Regions from separate parts of the Capsicum annuum genome. Here region 2 is linked to region 1. The links are chromatin contacts, called in public Hi-C maps. All regions are on one chromosome and are shown on one strand. Each heading gives the region's core, a stretch centred on a gene start, on an enhancer-like site or on the middle of the called end of the contact. The rest is flanking DNA. Distances are from core to core; before and after follow the strand shown. Region 1 holds the start of LOC107847622 (pyruvate dehydrogenase E1 component subunit alpha, mitochondrial). Region 2 holds the start of LOC107848009.

Region 1 (2,781 bases), core at 277-2,776:
TTACAATAGAAAAACACTTGAAGGCTTGAAACACAGAGACATACACAATTTTCACTAATGAATGCATAAACTTATGGAAACAAGTCTGCTTATCAATCAAATGTGTATTGCTAACTCTGTTTGGTTGTTTAATAATGTATTGTATTCTATTGCATTGCATTGTTTTGTACTGTATCATACTGTATTGTTTTAATGAATATTCCGTCATTGCATAATGCCACATATTAACAACATCAACAACTTGAACACTAAACCTAGAGGAAAAATAGGCTACGAGGTAGAGCTACTATAAAAAGGTAGGATAAAAGATAAAATATGATCACTAAATAATAAGGACAAAATGAGAAAAAAAAAAAATAAGGGGCGTGATCACACCAAATGACCAAATAGGTGTTACACAAAATGGGACTTTTAGTCGTTACCTAACAAGGATTTAACAATACCATAAAATTAATTTAAGCAACAATTAAGATAAAAACGGACAGCCCGATGCACTAAAGCTCCGTTATGCACAGGCCCAGGCGAGGGCCGGACCACAAGGGCCTACTATATGCAGCTCACCTTACAATAAAACAAATATTGTATTTAAACTAACAACACAACACAATAGCTAACAACCATCAAAACACAAAACAATTCAAAAAATGACAGACATTTTAAGTATTACAACCAATTGAAAAACCGAGTTCATTTTTCTTACAGTGATTATTCTCGCAAACTAAAATAGCCGGAAGATCCCACAACGCAGCCATATTCAAAGCCTCAAACAATTGCCCTTGATTAGCAGCACCATCACCGTACATAGCAAAAGTAACATACTCCTCTTTCGAATACTTTTGCGCAAATGCCAATCCAATTCCCAAGGGAACTTGCGCACCAACAATCCCATGTCCTCCATAAAACCCTCCTTCCTTCTTATAAAAATGCATCGATCCACCTTTCCCTCTCGAACACCCTTCCTTCCTTCCCATTAACTCGGCAAATGACTCCAACAACGTCCCACCACGTCCGAGAAAAATACAGTGATCTCTATACGCGGTTATTATACAGTCTTTCCGTGTTATAGCGGATTCCATCCCTACTGCAACGGCTTCTTGTCCGTCGTATAAATGGCAGAATCCGCGGATGAGTTTCGCTTTGTAGAGCGAATCGGCTGCGATTTCCATCCGCCGCATTTCAGCCATGTCGGAGAAGAATGTCATGAGTTCGTTGGGGGATGTTGTGATTGAGCGCGATGGTGGATCGATGTTGTGGGCAGTGAAGGGGAGGCTTGTTTCCACGGTGATTGTGGCGGTGGAGTCCGATGTAAGGCGGCGCGTGGCGTACACGGAGGAAGAGAGTGGCTTTATGAATTGGTTAATGGCTCGGCGGCTTGTTGATAGAGCCATTTTGAGATTTGTTGAGAAAGTGGAGAAAGGACAGGAGTTTTTGGAGAGTGCCAAAAAGGAGAGGGGAGAAGGAAGATGAAAATTTTATTTTATTATAGAAGCTAGTGGCATCATTTTTTTATTTAATTTATTTAAATAAACATATTTGAATATTTAGTCCTTTAGTTATTGATAAATGTGTTTTTTAGTTCCTATATTATTTGATTAGGCATATATATTCCTTACTGATGCTTTACGTCGATATCAGTAGTTGTAGCATTGCTCCTATAGTTTAAAATAAGCATATTTGCATGTTTGGTTCCTCGATTAATAATAAATTGTAATTTTAGTCCTTATATTATTTGATTAGGCATATTTATAACGATAACATACCCTGTGCTTAGGTGAAGGCCTGTTAAGAGGGCCCATGTTCAGAAGATGAAGGTGGCGGAAATGAAAATGTTTAGGTGGATGTGTGGGTATACTAGAAAAGACAGAATTAGAAATGAGGTTATGCGAGATAAGGTGGGTGTGGCTTCGGTGGAAGCCAAGATAAGGAAAATGAGGTTGAGATGGTTCGGTCATATGATAAGGAGAAGCACGAATGTCTCAGTGCGGAGGTGTGAGAGGTTGGCTAGGGATAGTTTCAAGCGTGGTAGAGGTAGATCGAAGAAATATTAGAAGGAGGTGATTGGACATGACATGGAGCAGCTCTAGTTTACCGATGACATGACCCTAGATAGGAAGTTGTGGGGCAGCAAATTAGGGTAGTAGGTTAGTCTGAGTTTGGGGTATGGTATCTTTTGGTGTGTTACTTGAAGTATCTTGTTTATGGTATTATTGAGTTTGCTAATCCCTATCATGTCTTGTTCTTTTACTATTCTTACTATTACTGTTCATTATCTTAGATTGTTCTATTTTGAGTCGGGGGTCTATCGGAAATACGGGTCTATCGGAAATAGCCTCTCTATCTCACATTTGAGGTAGTTGTATGGACTGTGTACACTTATCCTCCCCAGACCCCATTTGGCTGGAATATACTGGGTATGTTGTTGTTGTTGTTGACAACATACCTTGTGCATTCCACAAAATGAAGTCTAGAGAAAGTAAATGTTCGCAGCTTATACCACTATCTCAGATGAAGTACAGAGACTGTTTTCGATAGACCCTCGATTTAGGATAAAAAAATAGTATAAAAAGACCTAATAAAAACAAAAAATAAAACAAAATACTACACCAATGGATAATACCAAAAACAAGACACCACAAAGTTGTACCATAAACTATCCATCTGAAACCACAAATATCACCAAAACACTGTGAACAAGAAACTTACAAGAGAATAGCGTTATAACTATTAACACGGCTACAACAATGCACTCCTTCTTACTAGAAAGGACACACTCACACCTAC
Region 2 (2,836 bases), core at 140-2,639, 270 kb before region 1:
TAAATGGTTTGAGGCAGCGTTGAGTAGGCCAAAGAAATATTGGAGGAAGATGATTAGACATGATATGGAGCAGTTATAAATTATGGAGGACATGACCTTTGGTAGGAAAGTGTGGAGGATGCGTATTAGGGTAGATGGTTAGTGGGTAGGAGTTCGTCCGTAACAATAGGGAGAGAGCTTTGTTTGTATTTGCGCTTGGAGTTTCTTGTTTGTGATGTTTCAGTGAAGTATATGATTTCAAATTGGTAGTTTATTGTATTATCTTCTAGTTGTCTTGTTTCCTATATTAGCTAGCAGTGTGTTATCTAATTTTGTTGTGTGCTTTTATGTTTTTTATTGATTATACTATTATTTGTCTTGAGTGGGGGGTCTATTAGAAACAGCCTCTCTGAGGTAATGTTATGGACTGCGTACACAGTACCCTCCCCAGACGTTACTTTATGGGAATACACCGGATATGTTGTTGTAAATGTTTAATGCATATCATTTTTAATAGTAATACTTTCAAGAGTTTTTTCTGGCGTACAAACAAGGATAGGGTGGTTAGTTCATTCTGTCGTATGCATTTTAGATTTTCTAATTAATTTCATTCCATTCAAGGCATGTCTATCAAACTCATAAATTGAGTAAATTACATTAATTACCTATATTCAGTACATTTTAAAATCAATACGCATATTATTCAGAATTCTTGATAAATTTTATATTCTATATTCTTATTTTTTTTTAAAACGGATTTAACCCCTTGTATGATGAAATTCTTTTACAAAAGAGCGCCATTTCATCTAACCAAATGATTTAGATAAATTAAATTGAATAATTACTAAGCAAATTAAGATTAAAAATACAAATGACCAATATTTACGGTGTAAGAAAATAATTAATAAGTGATCAATGAAGTGAATTGAGAACCTGAGGTATAGGGTCCAAATCACAGCAGAGGGAAAAAATATATTATCCTCCCATGGATAGAGTTACCCAGTATTTATTGCCGGTGGAAATGTGGCAAATACACCATAGCTATAATCAAGATTCGTGAAAGCTGAGCCAAACACCAAGGTTACGAACAACATGTCATCATTTCTTATTGAGGATAATTGCAAAAACGCATATTTCCCCCAAAATATATGCAAATCACAAAAACGCTTATATAAATAAACTTTTTCTCATTTGTATTAGTTTTGGTGAGCATAGTTTACCAGGTATTTATTGCTGATAAAAAGTAATAAGTAATCCATGAATTTATTCAAGGTGTTGCCCACGCATCATGATTTAAAAAAAAAAAAAAAAATTGTAATAATTTCTTATTCAGGATAATTGCAAAAACACATTTTTCCTTAAAGAAACATATACAAATAAATTTCTATAGTATATACTAATATGGGAAGTTCTCTCTTGTTTTTAATAATATACAAAGGCCAATTGAGTCAAAATATAAAAGCCTTTTACCCTAGAAAATTCTCTCTCTCTCGCCGTTCTTCAAATGTTTCGCCAATTATTCTTCTAATAAACATCCAATTTCTCCTCTTAATTACTTTGCTTTACAGGTAATTAATCATGTTTTTTTGGATTAATATTTTTATCTTTTTGTTCATTGATTTTTTTATATATATGAATAAGAGGAAATTAAGGTTTTGGTTTAATTAGTAATTGGGCCTCTTTGTTATTCTTGGTGTTATGTGTATGTAAGTGTGTTTTTTTATGTGTTGAATTTTGGTGTGGATTGTAAGTAATTAGGGAAATGCTACTTTATGTGTTTATAAAGTGTTTGATAAGATGTCAATCAGAAAAATCATGCCTATTGTTTTGGCAGATTTTTCATTACTATTTTATTCTGCGTAGAAATCGTAATTTGAACAATTTATGTGTTAATTGACGAAACTAGCGAAGGTGTTGAGCAAAAGCTTGATATTGGAAGAAGTACTTTAGAGGATAAGGGTTCGTTTGGTAGTTGATTAGAGTTATGCAGGGATTAGTTAGGACCTTGTATTATTTTATGCAGGGTTTGAGTTTAGTTGTTTATGTATTAGTTATTCCATCTTCTATTCTGCATAAAATAATACATAAAGATTCTCTCATTACTTATACCTGTATTAGCTGTGTAAATTCTCTAAATTGCAAACCAAATGTTAATTCTATACATGAATAATTTACCTTCTAACAAGCAACCAGACATGGTATTTGCTATACAAAATTAATACTTGCGTAATACACCTCCAAATCAGGTATTAAATATCCCTTAGGCTTTCTGGATAAGTAGAATTGAGATATAATACATGCATTATAGGTTTAGTTGGCATGAGAGGAGAAAAGTTGAGGTGAGACTAGATGGGACTATACTGCCAAAATGTAAACAATGTAGATATCTAGACTTGTTTCAAGAGAATGAAATGATAAATGACGATGTTACTAATAGGATTAAAATTATATGGTTGTGAGGGAGAAGTGCTATCAGGGTATTATGTGATAGAAGGATACCTACTAAAGTGAAAGGTAAGTTCTATAGGATAACTTTAAGACCGACTATTTTATATGGTAGTCAATGTTGTGTTGCTAAAAGTCCAACATATCCACAAGATGAGTGTTGTGGAGATGCAGTTGCTAAGATGGATATGCGGTCATATAAGATTAGAAATGACCACATTCACCAGAAGGTGCAAGTAGTACACATTCAGGATAAAATGCGAGAAGGTTGTTTGAGATGGTGTGGACATGTTCTGTGCCAACATATAGACGCTCGGTCCGTAAGTCTGATACTATGATAAGTTGAGATGTCAACAGGGGATGGGTAGACCTATAATCACATGGAAGAAAGCGATCTCAAAAGACCTCCAAA

Evidence for each region. Hi-C and Micro-C count contacts between places; a contact is called where the count stands out from the background.
Region 2: a Hi-C map of leaf shows a contact between it and region 1, with 5 times the contacts expected there. The contact joins the promoter of LOC107848009 here to the promoter of LOC107847622 in region 1. A contact is called at or near these places in 3 of 5 Hi-C or Micro-C datasets (bud, leaf and placenta).

The regions. Positions count from the first base shown.
Region 1 is chr11:35,890,366-35,893,146 of UCD10Xv1.1, reverse strand. LOC107847622 (pyruvate dehydrogenase E1 component subunit alpha, mitochondrial) reads right to left here and starts at 1,526. Exons shown (of 8, transcript XM_016691993.2): 1 at 701-1,526. The coding sequence starts at 1,388.
Region 2 is chr11:36,159,756-36,162,591 of UCD10Xv1.1, reverse strand. LOC107848009 reads left to right here and starts at 1,389. Exons shown (of 3, transcript XM_047398726.1): 1 at 1,389-1,547.